Regions from separate parts of the Pan troglodytes genome. Here region 2 is linked to region 1. The links are chromatin contacts, called in public HiChIP or PLAC-seq maps. All regions are on one chromosome and are shown on one strand. Each heading gives the region's core, a stretch centred on a gene start, on an enhancer-like site or on the middle of the called end of the contact. The rest is flanking DNA. Distances are from core to core; before and after follow the strand shown.

What was found. HiChIP or PLAC-seq counts read pairs in DNA pulled down with a chosen protein or histone mark.
Region 2: a contact with region 1 is called in an H3K4me3 HiChIP or PLAC-seq map of stem cell-derived excitatory neurons, with 2.7 times the contacts expected there. The contact joins the promoter of KLK4 here to the promoter of SHANK1 in region 1. A contact is called at or near these places in 1 of 7 Hi-C or Micro-C datasets (induced pluripotent stem cells) and 1 of 1 datasets of contacts at active chromatin or transcription factors (stem cell-derived excitatory neurons).

The regions. Positions count from the first base shown.
Region 1 is chr20:53,607,223-53,609,922 of NHGRI_mPanTro3-v2.0_pri, forward strand. It overlaps SHANK1 (SH3 and multiple ankyrin repeat domains 1), which reads right to left and starts at 1,337. Exons shown (of 24, transcript XM_024351604.3): 1 at 918-1,337. CLEC11A (C-type lectin domain containing 11A) reads left to right here and starts at 215. Exons shown (of 5, transcript XM_054672655.1): 1 at 215-561. The coding sequence starts at 230.
Region 2 is chr20:53,797,969-53,800,668 of NHGRI_mPanTro3-v2.0_pri, forward strand. KLK4 (kallikrein related peptidase 4) reads right to left here and starts at 1,422. Exons shown (of 5, transcript XM_009436135.5): 1 at 1,296-1,422; 2 at 1-33. The coding sequence starts at 1,356.

The DNA of each region.
Region 1 (2,700 bases), core at 87-2,586:
GCCGGCTCCGGCCCCTCCCCCTCAGGGCTCGCGGGAGGGAGCGGGCACGCTCCGCCGGGGCGGCATGAATCAAACGCTCCGCGGCTAAGAATAGCTGGCACGCAGCTGGTACCGAGACGGGCTGAGGAATCGGCGAGGGGGGTGGTGGAGGACGCGAGAGAGGGGGTGCCCTGGGAGGCTGTGGGGGGACAGGGGGCGGCTGGCGTGGCCGAGAGCGGGGCCAGGGAGAATGAATGGAGGCGGAGGGAGGCGGGGAGGGGCGGGGAGAGAGAGCCGGAGCCGAGGCTGGGAAACTGGTGGGGGAGAACCCGGCCGGGGAGAGGGGCGGGGGGCACCGGGGAGCAGGAGTCGGGGGCGGGAGCCGAGGGGGCGCGCCGGCCGGCGGTGTAGGGACTGGAGACCTGGTGGGGACGCAGGGAGCTTGGGCAGGGGTGGAAAGGGACTGGAGGAGCCTGGAAGGAGAAGCGGGAGCTGGAGGGGTCGAAAGGGGCGGAGGAGGCCCGGGCCTAGACCCTCGCTGGAGGGGAGTGGGGACCAGGGTGACCTGGCGGAGGGGCCCAGGTACGCCAGGGAGGGCGAGGCGGGGGAGTGGCCGGGCTGGGCGGGGAGGCGGGTACCAGGACCGAGCCCTTGGCCCCGGAGAGCCGGGAGGCGGGTTCGGGATAGGGGCTCTGCTGGCGGGGGGTGGGGGGCGCGCCCTCCCATCAAGGATGCGATCTGGGACGGGGCACCGGGGACCCGGGCGTAACCCAATTTGGTGTCGCCCAGGGCAACGCTCCCCACCTCACCCGTACCCCCAGCCGCACACCCAGGCCAGGAGCCCGGCGCCGGGCCAAGGACATCCGGGGCGCCCTCGCCCCTTCCCGCGGCCCCGGCCCCGCAGCTGCCCCAACCCCCCAGGTTCTCGACCCCCTTACCTGCCTGGCGGGGCTGCTGAGTCCCGGTCGGCGGCGCCCGCGGCCCCTCCCCCCTCCCCCCACCCCCCACCCCCCCGGAGACGGGGGACCCTCAGGCCATGCCCCACCGCCCCGGAGGGCGAGCGGGCCCGGGGAGGGGGCGGGCGGGGACCGGGGGGGAGGGCGGGAGGGCCGAGGACCTCACCCCCCCCGCGGGCCGGGCCTGGCCATCCGCAGAGCGCCCCCCCTTCCGCCGCGGCCGCCGCGCCCCTCCTCGCCCGCCCCCGGCTCGGTCCGGCCGGCTCCGGGCGCCGCGTCTCCGCCTGCTCTTCCTCCTCCTCTTCCTCGGGCCGCCGCCGCCGCCGCCCGCTCCGCGCCTCCTCTGCCACCCTTCTCGCTCTCTCGCTCTCGCTGTCTCTCCCTCACCCTGTCTCTCTCCCTCCCTCTCTCCCTCCCTCCCCTCCCTCCGCCCTCTCCCCTCCCTCCAGGAGCCGGCGGAGGAGACATCGCCCCTCCCCGCGCCCCCAAACCTCGCCCATCCCCCACCGCCGCCGGCTCCGCCCCCTACCCTTGCCCTCCCCCACCACTCCTCACCACCTCCGAGTCCCCAAATCCTGACTCCGCCCCTGCTTGCTCCCATACCCCGACGAAGGGGTCCTGCCCCCATAAGGGTGCCCCCCACACACACCTCAGGATCACCCCCTCCCAGAGAGCTCCCCGCCGCCCTACACAGAGTGGGGCACAATAAATATTTGTTGCCAGACTCTACACCCCCAAATTTAAGTGTGAAGGCTATAGATTCCCACCCTGTCCCCCCAAACACACACACACCCTTTCCATTTAAGCACTGGGTCAGGGCACACGTGGACATACCTGGGCCAGGCCACATTTCCCCAAGGCACAGGTGCATAGTCACCAGCTGTAACGGCACCTGCAGAGTCCCCACATACACACCCTCTCCAGCGCATGCATGCCCAGACACAATGCACCTGGGGTACACAGCTACAAACACACCCAGCTACATGCAGTTGTCACACCCCTGTGCCCGGGCACACACGCAGCACATGCACACATTTGCCCACCACACACGCACGTGCGCGCGCACACACGCACACAGGCGTTCACCCCGGTATGCATGCCCAGATCTCTCAACACCAAAACGGAGTTACAGCACTGTAGAGACGTGTGCACGCCTTCCCATCACACCCACCCACCGTGCTGTCCATTGCACTGGCTCGCACTCACCCATTTACATGCCCAACACCGTGCCATCCTTCCCCTCCAGGATAGTTACTGCTGACATTCCTGGAGCACTTTCTGTGTGCCAGGCGCAGGGACTTTCACCATCCCCATTTTCCAGAGGGGGAAACCAAGGAACAGAGAGGCTAAGTAACTTGCCCAAGGTCATCCAGCTGTAAGGAGGTGGTAACAAGGATCAGGAACAGGTAGGCTGGCTCCAAAGTCCTCACTTGACCACTGTTGTTCACTACTGGGCATATCCCCTCATAGTTGCATATCCTTATTCGTCACACACAGACACACCCAACCGTCTCCTCAGAGTTTGCACATGTCTGTGTAGGCACGCATATGCAGCCAGCTGCAGGCAGACAGCTCATTCATGCCTGGGACGCACCCACAGGGACAGAGCAGATCCCACAGGGCAGCAGTGAGTGATGAGTGTCCCCTTAGCCCAGGCTTCCTCATTCTCCCAGCTCCAACAGCACCTCCAGGGCCTGCAGGGGGCAGTTCTAGGCAGCTTCTGGGTTCCCCTCCAGCTGCAGGCTCTCCGGGGTACCCGAGTATG
Region 2 (2,700 bases), core at 172-2,671, 190 kb after region 1:
TGATTTGGCTGCAGCTACCAGAGACGAGCGATCCTGAGGGCGGAGTCAGGGATGGGATCGGGACCAGGAGGCGGGCCCAGGGTTCCTGGGGGGTGGGCTTACCGAGCAGGGGCGTGGTCAGAGGTTCAGGAGCAGTCAGGGCTCCTCGGGGCGGAGTCAGGGCTGGGAACGGGCTCAGGAGGCGGGCCCAGGGCTCTTGGGGGAGGGGTTACCGAGCAGGGGCGTGGTCAGGGCTTCAGGAGCAGTCAGGACTCTTCGGGGGCCGAGTCAGGGCTGGGGGCGGGCCCAGGGGGCGGACCCAGGGCTCCTGGGGGTGGGGTTATGGTGCAGGGGGCATGATCGGAGCTTCAGGGGCTGGTCCAGTATATAGGCCTAGGGCTCCCAGGGGCGGTGATCACGGTGCAGGAGCCTGGTCAGGGATTCAGGGTAGTCAGGGCTCCTGGGAGGAGAGTCAGGGCATGGGGGTGGGCTGAGAAGGCGGGATCAGTGCTCCTAGGGTTGGGGTTACAGCGCAGGGGCGCCATCAAGGCTTCAAGAGCTGGGTTATGGCTAGAGGCAGTCTCAGAAGGTGGGACCAGGGCTCCTGGGGCGGAGTCAGGGCTCTGGGGTGAGCTCTGGAGGTGAGACTGGTGCCATCGCGGTGCAAAGCCACGGTCAGGAGGGGTTCAACAGAGGAGTCTAGGCTCACAGCGGTAGGATCGGGTCCTTTGGGGTGAATTAAAGCTCAGGGGGTGGAGTTGTTGCTGGGAGCAAGGATCGGGTCACTTGTCTGCGCAGACCGATGCTCAAAGTCGGTCCTGCGCCGAGTCACTCCTATCCTCTCCCAGCCTTGCCCACAGTCACACCCAGCCACGAGCCCATGCACACCAAAACACCATTTTATAGTCCTGTGAGGTGAGTTCCTTGGGGGTGGGAGAGGGGGATCTCAGGACTGAAGACCCAGGAAGCAGGCGCAGATTCCCAGCAATGGATCACTCCCCAGGAAGCACAATCTCCTGCACCCTCGGCTTCCCCTGTCCCCATATCATCATTACACTGTTGTCACTCCACCAGATATTCAGAGGCACAAACTGTCAGAGTCTCACAGGTACAACCACACACCCAGGCACACTGCCACACACAAATTCACCACGATACAAGGAGTTGCAAGGGCACAGCCATGGGGGACGGATAACACGGTACCGTCTCACAGGCAGCTTTGCAGTCACAAGCAAGAGGACACTGAGTCACACCTGAACATTAACAAACACTGTGCCCCCGAGCACGGACAGACACACACACGCATACTCAGATACCTGCGACACCAAGGATGAGGTACCCCAGGAACCAGCCCCAGGGATTTCCTGCTGTGGCCATCACGTCAGCACCTGGGGATGAGGACTGAGACTTAGCCGTGTCTGGGGATCTTCAGCCCAAGTCTCTCCATCCCTCTCTTTGTCCCTCCCTTTCTTCCCTCTGGGACGTTATTAGGTAGGCAAGAGCCTAGACCATCTACCCCCTCTCCCATCCATGGACCCAGAACCTAGAGAGACAGATTTAGAGACTGAGAGAGAAAAAGAGAGAGAGAGATGGGAAAAGAGAGAGAGAGAGAACTAGGTAGAAAGGAAAGTTTAGAGAAAGCATCTAGCCATCTGTGAATGGCGAGAGATGGTGTCTAGCCACCCACAAATAAGCATGGAGGGCAGACACACAGAGAATCAGAGCCGGAGAGACAGAGTGCTTGAGAGATATCCTCAGAGACAGTCTGAGAGTTAGACATGGAGATATAGATTCAGAGAGACAGAGAGACCCCTAACTAGAGACAGTGACTCCTAACTAGAGACAGTGAGAGATCTGTCTAGAGAGATGTGGAGACAGAAGGCACAGAGGCTGAGAATCCAGCGAATGGAGCTGTAGGGAGAGTTGGATCATGAACACTGCAGGCTTTTAGTGGGGGACCACCAGGCCTCTTACCGGGCCACCTCTGGGCTCCTGGATTCCACTGCTGGGCTGAGCTCCAGCCTGCTGCCTCCCGCAGGGGCCTCTTTGGGGCTTATAAGCATCCTCAGCCTGGGCTGGCCTGCCCCCAGGGGATGTGTTCCAGGGGTCAGGTGCTGCAAACTTCCAGCTCAACTCTCTCAGGCTGCCTCAACTCTGACCAGGCAGTGGTTGGGGGCCCAGAAGGGGCTGGCAGCAGGGTCTAGGGACCCAGGGAGGAGACCCCTGCCCAGATCCTAGACTACACTCTCCTTTCTCTCTCTCTCTCTCTCTCATTCTTTCTCTTTTCATGTTCTTATTCTCTCTCATGAGATACCTCTCTCTTGCCTGTATCTCTCATTTTCTCTTTCTCTTCTTCTTTCTTTCTCTCATTCTCTCTCATTATTTTTCTTGTGTTTTCTTTCATTTCCTCTCATTCTCTCCTGTTCTCTCTCATGTTCTTTCTCTTTTTAAATTAAATCTCTCTCTCTCTCTCCCCTCCTCCTTCATCCCTCTCTTTCTGTGCTTCTCCAGCAAATTTCCCCAGGTTCGTATCCAGCCTACATCACGAACTATTTTTGGAACCTTGGGCAAGTGACTGCACCCCTGTGAGCCTGTTTTTCCAACTGTAAAACTGGAGTGACCATTATGCCCCATTTCCCAAGTGGATTCAAAGAGGTAATTCAGGGAAAGGCACACAGTGCCAGGCACATCGTAGGCTCTCTGTGAGCGGGAGAACTAAAA